Linked DNA regions of Mus musculus: all the other regions are linked to region 1. Evidence: chromatin contacts called from public HiCAR-type data. All regions are on one chromosome and are shown on one strand. Each heading gives the region's core, a stretch centred on a gene start, on an enhancer-like site or on the middle of the called end of the contact. The rest is flanking DNA. Distances are from core to core; before and after follow the strand shown. Region 1 holds the start of Ppargc1a (peroxisome proliferative activated receptor, gamma, coactivator 1 alpha). Region 2 holds the start of Sepsecs (Sep (O-phosphoserine) tRNA:Sec (selenocysteine) tRNA synthase). Region 3 holds the start of Zcchc4 (zinc finger, CCHC domain containing 4).

The links. HiCAR-type assays count read pairs that join an accessible place to other places.
Region 2: a HiCAR-type map of astrocytes shows a contact between it and region 1, with 2.6 times the contacts expected there. The contact joins the promoter of Sepsecs here to the promoter of Ppargc1a in region 1. A contact is called at or near these places in 2 of 39 promoter capture datasets (hippocampal neurons and liver) and 2 of 115 datasets of contacts at active chromatin or transcription factors (astrocytes and pro-B cells).
Region 3: a HiCAR-type map of astrocytes shows a contact between it and region 1, with 3 times the contacts expected there. The contact joins the promoter of Zcchc4 here to the promoter of Ppargc1a in region 1. A contact is called at or near these places in 1 of 39 promoter capture datasets (cranial neural crest) and 1 of 115 datasets of contacts at active chromatin or transcription factors (astrocytes).

Annotation. Positions count from the first base shown.
Region 1 is chr5:51,552,563-51,557,089 of GRCm38.p6, forward strand. Ppargc1a (peroxisome proliferative activated receptor, gamma, coactivator 1 alpha) reads right to left here and starts at 1,359. Exons shown (of 13, transcript NM_008904.2): 1 at 1,173-1,359. The coding sequence starts at 1,220.
Region 2 is chr5:52,668,097-52,672,693 of GRCm38.p6, forward strand. Sepsecs (Sep (O-phosphoserine) tRNA:Sec (selenocysteine) tRNA synthase) reads right to left here and starts at 1,605. Exons shown (of 11, transcript NM_172490.4): 1 at 1,479-1,605; 2 at 803-957. The coding sequence starts at 1,592.
Region 3 is chr5:52,780,627-52,785,070 of GRCm38.p6, forward strand. It overlaps Zcchc4 (zinc finger, CCHC domain containing 4), which reads left to right and starts at 2,429. Exons shown (of 13, transcript NM_001308144.1): 1 at 2,429-2,588; 2 at 3,363-3,481. The coding sequence starts at 2,465.

The sequences.
Region 1 (4,527 bases), core at 109-2,608:
AATGCATTCGCAGGCGGCCTCGCCAAATCATTTTCACTTTAGATGTGTATCACTGCACCACACGGACATCTTATTTAATCAAATCACGTGTGGCACTTGACCCTCCCCCTTACCCTACGTGCCCCCGCTACCGGGAGGAAGCACCATTGTTAGTTAGCAGCTCCGATCCTCCGCGCAATTCAATTCGGGTCCATCTCACCAGAGTCCACAAAAGTTTCACTTGTTTTCCAACTTGCTCAAACTTTCCCCGAGAACATTCCATTGTACTGAATGCAAACACGCTGAAGTCCTCTGGCCCCAGCTAGACTCCAGAGATTACGGGGAAACTGCTTGTGTTTTTTCCTCCCCTGTATGAATTGTAGCCAGCAGAGACTGTGGAATTGATGTATTGCGGTCTATTTTTACACAAGCAGTGAGCTGCTCCACACACGGTCTGCATAAACTCCATTCTCTCCCGGCTTCAGGCAGCTCTCCGTGGTAGAGAGATTTAACCGTTCGGTTTCTCGCCACAGAAGCAAACAGAAAGCTTTGGTCTCTTAAGGCTGGGATTTTTTTTTTTTTTTTTAACTCGCTAGCCAACCCTTTCAGCCGCACACAAGTGTTTTAAAGGAAACAGCACTGTCGTTTTGTGTTCTGTGGGAAAAGCAACCTAACTCAGACCCAGCAGGAATATTTAGGGTCTTGTAAATTCTCTGTTTAATGAACAGAGAGAGGAGGGCGGAAAAGATAAATCCTGACGAGAGTCAAAACGGACTCTCTTTTTAACACAATTCATTTTAATGTTTATCTTCATTTTCTTATAAATAGAAATGGCATTTTTCCAAGCAGGCCACTGAACACTGGAAAGACTTCAGCTCCTGATTCATATCAATATCTTAGAGCATAAATATTGCATATGAGTAGAAACAGAGCCAAAGGCACATGGAAAGAGTTTCTAACTGCTACAGATACTGATGACAGCAGCTAAGCTTTGATTTGCTCAAGGCATCTCCGAGCCACCTTAAAATAGCAAACTTATTGGAGTTAAGATAAGATGGAGATTTCCCCCTCCAAAAGCTCCCGCTGAGCCACTTTCTATGTCCCCTCCTCTCCCCTAGCCCATCCCCCCCCCCCTCCAGGAATCATTGCATCTGAGAGAAGCTCCGGTCCTGCAATACTCAGCCCCAGCTCACCTCTATGTCACTCCATACAGAGTCTTGGCTGCACATGTCCCAAGCCATCCAGCTCCCGAATGACGCCAGTCAAGCTTTTTCAACTCCAATCCACTCTGACACACAGCACACACTCATGCAGGCAACCAGCCCCTTACTGAGAGTGAACTGAAGGCACCTGTCTTACTACAGTCCCCAGTCACATGACAAAGCTATTAAAAAGTAGGCTGGGCTGTCACTCACCCAGCCTCCCTTCTCCTGTGCAAGCTTGCTGCACAAACTCCTGACGTCACTCCAAGGCAGCCCTCTGCCTCAGTGAAGTAACGCTTAGAGAGAGAGGAAAAAAAAAATAGAAGAAAGAAAAGGAAACACTTGGCCTTTGGGAGGCTTCAAGCATCACACTGTGACTGAAGCCAGCTTTGAATGCCACCAACTCTAAACCGGAGCCCTGCTCACATAATAACTCAAATCTCCTGCAATCTTTTTTTTTTAAATTTATTTTCCATCCAAAACAGGCAAATAGCAAAGATCCCCTGTTACTGACACAGTAACTACACCCTTGCCTAAAATGTGTGTGCTTTAAGAAATGGTTTCCAAGTAGCCCCAGACTCAGCTTGGAACTGAAGCAAGCGCTCCTCATGTGATACATTTTCATGAGATTCTTTTTTTTCCCTCCCTATTAGAGGAGTGTTTGAAGGCAACACCCCCGATTTTCTTTCTCTCTCTCCTTTCTTTCCTTCCTTCCTTCCTTCCTTTCTTCCTTTCTTCCTTCCTTCCTTCCTTTCTTTCTTTCTTTCTTTGTTTCTTTCTTTCTTTCTTTCTTTCTTTCTTTCTTTCTTTCTTTCTTTCTTTCTTTCCATGTTTAGTCAACAAAACCGCCACATTTGTTTAGGTCTAAACAAATTTCTCTACCCCAAATCAGCTGTCTCCTTGGCAGTAGAGAATGCAGTCTCCTAAACTGTTACTGCAGTTTGCCTTGCTCCTTGTAAAGCAAGCAAGCCACAACACCCTAGACTCTTGGGTTCCCCCTCATGATTCTTTCCGTGGATCTCATAGGCTCCCAGAAAACAAATGCTAGAAAATACAATTGCTGCTGCCATCCCTGAAACAGCTTAGCTACTCACCTGCCCCCACCCCTTATTTCTTTTCTCATATGTAGCACAGTCTTCCTCATGGCTTCAGGGTGCCTTTTTGAATAAACATTGGACTCCAACCCTAGTGCCTTGGGCTGTACAGTTTGTTTTTGAAATCAAGAATGTCCAGGGAATGAAGGAAAAACACTGAAATGGTATCAGCAGAGATACTCATTTCTTGAGCTTTGCTTACTAATACTTTTTTGTCGTTCCTGAGTCAATGAGGGGTAATGCAGGTGCCACTGTTTTTCCTGTGACATTACAGACAGAGGACATAACCAACTCTCAGCACTTTCCATAACACTTGGGTGCTCAGACTTAACCCTTCCAGGCCCAGTGAGAAATGCACAGGGGACCTTTGAAAACATATTTTCACAATACCTCAAACCCCACAGACTCAAAAACCAGCTCATTTCCTTTACTTGACAGTAATTTAGAAGAAGAAAAAAGTCCCTATGCATCTAAATATAATTTATAAAGCACCATTCATTTAAACTCCTATTCCACTGAGGTTAATTTAATGTGCTCTTTATTTTCTCTCCCCTTAGAAGGAAAACATTGGTGACTTCTCTCAGTCTGACTTTATATAGTCAGTTACTAATACAGTAAAGTGAAAGAAAGAAATGCAGCGAGCGTGCACACACACACACACACACACACACACACACACACACACACACACACACAAAGCCCACAAGCTTGCTGTTTGCTTCAGACCCCGTATAAGGGGTCTGTTTGCTTGGATGTCCACAACTAGTAGACAGGGAATATGGTAATGAAATCGACAGTTTGTCAATAAGTGAACAGAACAAGATGGCCAACAGCTTTGACATTCTAAATTAGGTGAATATACTTCACTGCTACAACTGTCCTCTTCCAAACATCAGAAAGGTATTATTCATTTAATTTTCTAATTCAGAGAGAGAGAGAGACAACCCTGGGATCATTTTCTACATGCAATTAGTAGCCTTACTCTGTACTCCCACAAAGAAACACTAATTTTTCTTGCCAATTAGATTTTTACTTAATGTAAAACTTCAGTAAACTATTAAAATTCAGGACAAAGGTCATGGGCTCTACTTTCCACACAGTCAACTGTGAAATAATGCTGGCCACTTAGCTATAAAGAGTCGATGTTTATTCATCATTATCAAGCAATCCTGGCATCCTGATGGTAACTGATACTTTGGTTTCTCTTTGTCATCCATTAGGCATCCACCATACTTTTTCAAACCTCATGCACACCTCTTCTTACAGATGGTTGCTTGCACTAGATAACTCTGCATTATTGTTTTGATATCTTAACTTGCTCACACTGAATTGTGGCAGGATTTTCTTTTTCTTTGCTTTGAAAAGATAATTTCTTTCTTTCTTTCTTTCTTTCTTTCTTTTTTTGCCACCTAATTCTACTTTAAAAAAAGAAAAGAAAAGAAAAGAAAAGAAACTAACCCAGCACATCCATGAAGCTAATGATCTGCTTAAAACAGCCACTCTGTCCTCTACCTTCATAAAAAGGGGTATGTGAAGCTAGAGAGAGCACAGGGCTGATGAACACAGACACGCTGCCCTCTTCCCCTTGTGTTTCTGCTGCTATAGAAGTCCATTTTAAACTGATTTGTAGAGTGAATGAGAATACCTTCTACTTGTTTCTTGGGCCTCAAAATTACAACTCTAACAAGAAGGATATTTTAGAAGTCTTATCATTTGCTTAATTAACTCTTCAAATTAAAAGTCCTCTTCTGTCCAGCTTTTTGCTCTTCTCAAGAGAATTTAAATTGTTAGTTGCTCACCAACCTTGGATTTTTCTGTCTCCCCAGGCAGTTTCTATATTTAATTTTCTCTCTGTCTTGACTCCTGTTGCTCTCTCTCTCTCTCTCTCTCTCTCTCTCTCTCTCTCTCTCTCTCTGTGTGTGTGTGTGTGTGTGTGTGTGGTGTGTGTCTGTGTGTGTGTGTGTGTGTGTGTGTGTGTGCAGCCTGCCTCTCACTTCTTCCAACTTTGTATAGAGGATTCCCAAATGTTTGCTTTCAGCAAACTAATGTCTACAGAAACTCTACAGTGTGTTCGGCCACACATTACAAGGGCTGACAGACAGAAAGGGTATACAACATGAATACAAGGGAGTTTACCACTAGGGGAGAGGGGGGAAACTAAACCTTAAGGAACAGAATCATTTTCTATAAGAAACCAAGTCTCACCTTGTTCAAAACTTCCTTTTATCCTGAAAAATAAGCCATGTGCAGGG
Region 2 (4,597 bases), core at 355-2,854, 1.1 Mb after region 1:
ACCTACCCATAAGCTAAGAATGTCATCAGACAACAGCCAGGGCCTGCAACGGAATTTCCCTGCTTTTCCTAAACATGCCTACCTCTATATTTCTACTAGTGTAGTCAAAAAGTGTCTTGGCCTATGATTTTGTTCTGCGACTATTTTACATAAAAATTTCATGGAACTGTTACCATCCAGAAGAACATAATATTTGGGGTCACCTGTCACTTATATGTATCTCTAGAATAACTCTTATTCCTTTTGAAATGAACTGTTTTTTTTTTTTAAAGACTTGTTTATTTTATGTATATGAGTACACTGTAGTTGTCCTCAGACACACCAGAAGAAGGCATCAGATCCCCTTACAGATGGTTGTGAGCCATCATGTGGTTGCTGGGAATTGAACTCAGGACCTCTGGAAGAACAGTCAGTGCTCTTAACCACCGAGCCAGCTCCTCAGCCGTAACTATGCTTTTTTAAATTTTGCTTTGTTTTGCTTCATTAAGTTTTTATAACAGATGTACTAGTTTAAATATTGTCAGAACACAGCACCAGTGATGTTGACCAGTCTGCTGGATGAAAGAGGAAACCACCATATATCAGAACTACTGTCTTGAAAGCTCCAAGTCTCTCAGTTCCATCTCTCAGTTCCGTTTGATTTCTGTACCCATTACCCATTTCATGAGGGAAGGGATTATTTCTGAGTGGAAACTTTATAATTTAGTAGGAATACCACCACCATTATTTTAAGTTCCTTCCACTCCCATTCCCAGAATGAATGAATAAGTAAATAATTTCATAAGTAGTTTAAGAACCATACCTGTAATGTCGTCGAGCAACCAAAGCAGAGGCCACTCTCCCTTCCCTTTCTCCCACACCACAATTACCCAAGAAATTGTTGCTATCCATGACTGCAAGCTCATGCAGAAAGAGTTCGAGGGTACTTTCATCCCAGCCATCCTCTGGACACTTGCCCTTAAAAAAAAAAAGTAATGGCATTTATATTCAGGTAAATTATCGGCCCCTAAAACTCCACATCAATGTACTTGAATTCCTTTTAATGTGTTTTAATGACCCTTGATTCCTCACATCAGAAATAAACTCAGCAGCTATGAAGGAACGTTTGCCAATTGGCCAAACGTTCGTTTTCTATTTGACTACAAACTATAGAGGTTGCGGACTTATGTAATATGGCCACTGAAGTTTGCGAGGGCTCAGTGGAGTTAGGGAAACTGAAAAGGTGACGTCCTCGGGTGAGTTTTCAAACTAGGGGCTGGCAGACCCTGGGGGCACTACGGTTCAGGACTCCCGTCAAGAGGTGAGGCCAGAGAGGTGCGGCGGGCAGCTGCCCGCGGGCGCAGGTCTACCGGCCGCATGCGATCTATCCCCGAATGGCCCCGGCGGACCAAGCCCTTGGACTTTGACAGCTCCGCACACACCAAGGCGCCGCGCTGCCCCGCCCCTCTCGGCACACGCCGAGCCCGAGCGCCGAGTACCTGCTCTAGAAGCAGCCGGATGAGGTGCTCGTGGGCGCGCCGAGCCTCGCAGCCCTGCCTCACGTAAGCCGGAGACACCCGCCGCTCGCCCGCCGCGAAGCTCTCCGGGTTCATGACGGCGCCCACTGAACACACACCGAGGCCCAGGATGCAACGCGCTGCCCGGACGGTACGGGGCGGCCGTGGACCCAAAACACCCTAAGACGCCGCCTTCGACTTCCGCGCATGCGCAGAGCCGTCTTGGTGGCCCTCCACTCCCATTCCCCAACACCACAAGCACTTGGGAAGAAGTTGGAAACCTTGAGTATATATGAGAGAGTTGGCAAGATTAACGGGTTTCCGGCCAGAAGAAAGGGGAGTTGGATTGGGCTAGGTAAGCCCTCTTGTAATCAAGAACACTAGTACTTCAAGAGAGGGCAGAGAAGGCAGAAGAGTCATTGTGTGGGCTTCTCAGGAAATGACAATTTATGATCTGTTCCAGTCATATTGTTTGAGTCTTCCCCAGACTGTGTCAGATTCCAGAACCTTACATCATACATACCTTGATATATTTCAGCAATTCCTACTGCCTGACAACCTTAGGAAAGGATAGAGCCCTGCTCTCGCGGCAAATTTATCTCATGATAGTTACTCTTTTCATTTTAAATTATGCAATAATCTGCAATAACTCAACCCACCATCATATTATGGGAAGAGGAACCTTATGCATATCTTACCTGAGATCTAGAGTTTTCTCTACTAAGTTTAGATCTACAGAATTCCTTTAAGAACTTTGTACTAACATTTGTCCATGAATAGTGTATCTTTAGAACATAGTAGTAGTCTACCAAATGTAGGAATTCCCCACTGGTAGAACATATATGTACTTACATGTCAGCAAGCAAGCACACATGGCCTGCAAATTCTATATGACTTTGAAATGTTTGAGGGAAGAAGAGTTCCTCACCTTTTTTGGGCACCACAACAAAAATGGACAAGAAGCTACGGGACTCTGTAATGCACTATTTCATAGAATCGTAGCCATATAAAAATAAAGGCTCATGGGGAAAGAGGGGAGATGTGGGAAACAATGAAAATGTTCTGAGAGATCACTGCCAAGCCAGCTTTCTTACCCATTAAAATCCCTGAGCATACAAAGGTCACAATCCTGCAGCTATTCAAAGGCACCATTGTACACTACCGGTGCCTAGCCCCTGCCTTTGAAAAGAAAGGATGTGGTAAATGGTTGGACCTTTTGCTCGGCTAATCTCTGAGCCTCCCGGGACATTTGCTTAGGGGCTACCAGATATCTTCAAAAGGATATCACATGTCTCTATGGAGCCACTCATTGCAACATAGACAAGCTGGTTAGTCTCCCAAGTCAACATTAGCTGTGAAGCTTGACAAAGATCACTGAGGTTAACTGAGGATCATTGTAACCTGCCTACAACATAGTCTAGGAAAAGTCTACAAAAGTGGGCTGAACCATGACCTCAATGGCCATTTCACCATTTTTAGATTGATTTTTAAAATGTATTTTAGATAGTGTATGTCCATTTTCAGGGTGGTCTGTGGTATTTCCTTGCCAAAAGATACAGCCTGTATAGTCTCTCTAAGTTCTGATTTTATTTTAACCTGGGTCAAAAAAAAAATTCTAACAATAACCAAGCCACTTACTTCTATCAAGAAGATCAAATTCTAGTCAAACCTAAAATGACTTCAGCAAGAATGAGAGATGGAAGGACCTCTGCACTGTCTTGCCCTGTGGCAGGGGTGGGAAAGGGGGTAACAAAGAGCATGCTCACCTGCAACGCAAACTGGGAAGGGAAGGGAGCACTGAGAGGGAGGAAGGGGGTGGAAGGAGGGAGGGAGGGATGGAGGGAGGGAACAGAGGGAGGGAGGGAGGGAATGGAGGGAGGGAGGAAAAGGATGGAGGGAGGGAGGAAGGGGATGGAGAGAGGGAGGAAGACAATGAAGGAAAGGAGGAAAGGGATGAAGGAAAGGAGGAAGGGGATGGAGAAAAGGAGATGGGGAGGGAAAAGGGATGGAGGGATGCAGGAAGGGAGGAAGGGGAGGAAGGAAGGGGAAGGGGATGGAGTGAGGGAGGGAGAGGATGGTGGGAGGGAGGAAGGGGAGGGAGGAAGAGAGGAAGGAGATGGAGGAGGGAGAAGAAAGGAGGACTAAAACCAAAGTATGCGTGGAACCCACTATTTTGTGTACTAATGGTGTTTTTTAATTGAAAAGAAAACAGACCAGAATTCTGTCAGCATGAAAAGTTAACCCAAGAAGATACTTCAAACTGAGGGTTTTAAAGAGATCTTTCAGAAACAGCCCATCTTCTAAAGCTATAGGCTAACTGGGACCTTCATTACAAGCCAATGACCTTAAAGTAGACAGCTTCCTTTTCGGGCAAGGCTCCCATCTACTTGCATTCACTAGAAAATCTGCTCCCATCCTTCTCACTTTAGGTGGAGCCCGGCTTTTGACCTCTTTTCATTCTTGTGTAGGTGTAGGCCAGGACATATTTACTCTAATGCCGTTCACTTCCCTCAGCACAGTGGCTGCTACGTGGACGTCTATCACTGTCCCCATCACTTAAACACCCAAGCAATTTCAACCTCATTAAACAAGACTAGAGGGAAGCTCAACCACTGGTGCTCCCACTTGCAATTATATGAGCAAAAGATCATAAGCGTTTCAGCATAATCACTTCACTGGTGTCCATCCCTCCCCGGGGGGGGGGGGGGGAAGTTTATTACAATATTGATCAGACCAACGGTGTTTTTGAATTTGAATTCAATCACCTTCGTAGGGTAATGGGCCAAATCCTTGCCACCTGGAAATGACTAGTTGAGATCCAAATGATACCAGCTAATGTAAAGCCTCGGTTTCTACCTTGGGTCATGAGTCATACATAGTCCCCACCATCTATCTCCCTGTGTCCCCCCACTGAATCCATTTTCCACTTGGAGTGGACACCTAATCCCATTTGCTTCAAGCTGATTCTTCTTGTACTTTAGGACTGTGATTCCAAGTTAGGTCTGTACAATTTTTGCCCCTACTCCAACTCAGGGTCTCCTGTTCCCAAAACCAGTCACATAAGATGTCCCATTTCTAATTAGCTGCCTTCAGCGTCCCAA
Region 3 (4,444 bases), core at 1,179-3,678, 1.2 Mb after region 1:
GAACAGATTGCCAAAATTAGTATGAGGTCAAGCAGAACCATTCAGGAAAGGCCAAGGAAGAGAAACCAGATCAAATCAGTCAGCTTGGAAAGGAGTTTGTGAGCCAGAACTGCTGGGTTGAACAGGCAGTTAGAGTTCAGAAAGAACAAGAAAGGGTGAGCTTATTCACCAAGAAGTCTCAGAAGCTGAAAACATTCTAAGTCCAGATATATGGAGGCCAGAAGCTTCCAGGACCAGGCCTAGGTCAGCAGATTGAGACCATAATCCTTCCAGACAACAGTTGGATAGGCAAATAAAAAGTACTTTTACATCTGTGACTGGAGTGGTAAAGCAAAAGACCATATTCTACCAAGCATCTGGAAATTTACAGGGAAGGCTAATAGGCAGAGCTACTTGTTGCAGAAAACACCATCCTTGTGGAAAAGGATGCCCCAGTAGTGACTACACATCTCCATCATGATGACTGTCGTATCAGTCATCTCTGTTGCTTGTGTTTGATAGGACCAAAGTTTTTCAACCAGAAGATAGAGACAATGCTAAGACATTCTCTACAAAAGATCTGGCTTCACTCATTGTGTTTGAAGGAGATTTGGAGAGTGGAGTTCTCTGAGGATAATGGGATAGTCTTCCTGGTACTTGTAGGATTTTACTGATTTGTCCAGAGACTCTGTGGGAAGAGTTTCCGAATTCATTGGGTCTTAGGATCAAACTCTGAGTGACAGGACAGGCAGCCAGAGTCCACCCCTGTGCTCGGGTCTATTTTCAGTTTCCATCAGAATCCTTCCAAGGATTTCAGAGTATTTCTGCCCCCAGTATTTCCCAGTATGAAGTAAAGACTCTATTAGGCAATAAAAACACTCATAACTTACTGATGATTATCATAACCCTGTTAGCAAATAAATACATAGATGTCTATCAACCATAGTTAACACCTCATAACATTCCAGTTACCGATGGGATGTGTACGTAAATGTTCCCCCACCCCACCCGCAAAAAAAAAACCCTAAAACCTAGGATCTTGGTGATGTTGTAGCCTCCCCAGTTTTTTAAATTTTACTCTAATGCCTATGCAATAAAATCCCCTAGTGGCAGAGTTTCTAGAATTTGTGCCTGTTGTAAACTGGTGAATAACTGTGTACCTAAATCTAAGGTGTGGGATTTTTCTCACCAAAGTTTTTCCTCAGAAAAGAGAAGACTGTATCATTTTTGAAGGCTGCTTTATTATCATAATTATATACCTCCTCATGTACCTTATTCAGATCAGAGTGTGTGCATGTGCATGTGTGTATACACGCATGTACGCGTGTTACAATTTGCAATTTCATTGACAGATGTGTGTATGAATGAGCCTTGACTACTACTACCACTGTTTGGAATTAGATAGACTGATCTCTCCCACTTGGTTATTTTCTTTTAAAATTATTTTAGCCATTTCTTTGCCTTTCCCTATAAAATTCAGAATAATACTTTGTATATCTGGCTGAGATTTTGCTAGAAACTGCACTCAACCTGTCTGCACTTAACCTGGTAGGAGGTGGCATCTTTACTGTGTTCCGTTTCCCGTGTAATGAACAGACCACGCTTCCACATTTATTTAGATCTTTCTTGATTTTTTTTTCAACCACATTTTCTAGTTTTCTGCTCATGAGACCTGTGTACGTTAAACAAATACATGCTTCTTTTGCTTGGAAATTCTAAGTGGTATTCTAAATTTTATGTTTAGACAATCACTGCCAGGGTATGTTAGTCTCATATCCTGAAACTTACCAAACTCAAGTTAACCTAGAAGTTATTTAAAAAGTGTACATTCTTTGATATTTTTTATGTAGACAACTGCCACTGGCAAATGGCGACATTCTTTTCCTGAGGTACAAACGAGAACGAGAATTCAATAATTACGTGTAAGAGCAAGTGTTAGATGAGCTCCAGGCATGGTGAGGCATGTGTTTGTAACCCCAGCATTTGGGAGGTAGAGGCAAAAGATTAGGAGTTCCAGGCTACACTCTGCTACTGGGGAGTTAGAGGCTAGCCTGGACTACATGAAACCCTGTCAGAGAACAGAACAGAACAGAACAGAACCAAACCAAAAGACTAGACAGTTCTTTGGCATTGTTAAACGCAATAGAGCTGCTGTGCTGTGTGGTTCAGCCATTGTTTACCTCTTTGTTGCTCTTTTGGATCTATAATCTAATCAGATCTTTGTTCTAAAGATTCATCTCTTCTCCTGGTTATAGGTGCTCTCTTGGCATAGGCCTTCCAGCTTCACCCCAGAACCCCCACGGGTGTGTGTGTGGGTGGGTGGGTGGGTGGGTGGGTGGGTGTCCTGCTTAGTTTCTCACTCTGGGTCTGACGGCGGCATGGCTCCTCCAGGACGCGTGGGGCGCTGTGGGTTCCGCGTGCCGCGGCGGCGCTCTTTCTCCGCCTCCTTGGTTGGGACAGAGGCTTTCGGGACTTCGGCAGAAAGATGGCGGCGCCCATGGACTGTCTTGAGTCCCTGGAGGGTGATGGCGACGCGGGGCGTAGGGCGTCCGGGGTAGAGGTGGCGCTTCCCTCGAACCCCACGGCTCCTGCCCCGCTGTGCCCGCACGGTGGGTCGGCGTCTGCGCTCAGCCTTGCCGGCGGCGCCAATGGCGAGGCTTGGGCTAGGTGCTCTGCGGGTTTTTCGGATTTGTGTCTGGAAGAGAAGGCTTTTTCCCACCCCCTCTTCCTTACCTTGTGTGATGCGTGAATAACACCCGGTTTCAGAAAGTGTTTGTCACTCTATTTAGTAAACCCCCAGAGAGGTCCTGGCTGCTGGAGCTTTGTCTCCAGAGCTGTTAGCATCTCTGCTTTGGGGGACAGGTTAGGGAGAAAGCCGAACGTAGAATGCACGGGGCTGAAGGCTTCTTGCTGACAAGTTCTTAGCGGAATTTAATTTGTTGAATTGATGGGGTTTTATTGTTTTGAAGTTAGAATAAACAACAAAACCCTGGAAGCCTAATTAAGTTTACTTCTTGCGGCTTTCCAACTGTAAAGCTCAGGGTTTCACTGAAAATGGTAACGGCAAACCTTGCAGTTCTCCGGGCTTTCCCCCTTGTTTTATTCGCGTTTGTTCTTTTAAGCATACTTTCGTCATGGACCCCAGCTGTTGACTATTGTAATGTAAACAGAAAGCATTTTCTTTTTGAAGAGAGCAGTTTTAAAAATTATTTCTAATATTCAAATGCATCAGTGTTGCAATGGAAGAAAATAAGATTTATCAAAGAGGATAGTACATTGAATTATAAATTATGTATAATGCCTAAATAAGTTTTATTTAAGGCAGAGAAACTTGGTGTAGACTACTGCTTGATACTTATTTTTTCTTCCTATTCTGGAACTAGGGCCTACTCTTCTCTTTGTAAAAGTGAACCAAGGGAAGGAAGAAACACGAAAGTTTTATGCCTGCTCAGCCTGTAGAGATAGAAAAGACTGTAACTTTTTTCAGTGGGAAGATGAAAAGGTACAGTAACATTTTGGCTAGTTTTACGGAGAATGAACCAGTAAACATGAAGTTTAAGCATTATATAAAAGGATTTCTTTATTTTAGTGCATTTGGTATTTTTAAAGATTTTTTTTTTCCTTTTTTTTTTTTTTTTTTTTTTTTTTTTTTTTTTTTTGAGACATTGTTTCTCAGTGTAGCCCTGGCTGTCCTGGAACTGATTCTGTAGACCAGGCTGGCCTGCCTTTGCCCCCTGAGTCCTGGAATTATAAATGTGTGCCATCACTGCCCAGCTTAATGATTAATTATGTGTATATGTGTGTGCACCTATTTATTGGTATGCACACATGAGTGCAAGTACCCATGGATATCAGAAGAGATCCTCCGATCCCCTAGAACTGCAGTTACAGTCAGTTATGAACCTCCTGATGTGGGTGTTTTAAATAGAGTTAGGTCTTAAGGTAGTGTTTGATCTCAACTACTGGGCCATCTCTCTCACCCCAAGATAAATATCTTAGGAGGGATGAAAATTTCATGCTTTGGATTTTGTTTTTAAATTCTGGGCATTAAAGTTAATACTTAACTCTGAACTTTGATACAGATGTGTTATTGTCTTAAATGAAAATTAGTTCCCTATAAGATTTGATGTGTTAGTATTGGGTAGTCAACTTACAACTTCAGTTTTGCTATTTATTAGTTTCTTTTGGTTTGTTTTTGGTTAGTTTTTGGTATCTTCCTGTGTAGCTCTGACTGTCCTGGGTCACTATGTAGACCAGGTTGAACTCAAATTCACAGAGCTCCACCTGCCTCTGCCTCCTGAGTGTGCCATTACTCCTTGCAACTTCTAGTTGGTAATGAGAATATTGAAAAACAACAGTTATTTATTTCACAAGAGTTCTAGAGATTGGGAAGTTCTAGATAAAGAGGGAGTAATATTGATGGTGTGTTCTGCCCTTCTGATAAACAAACAAACAAACAAACAAA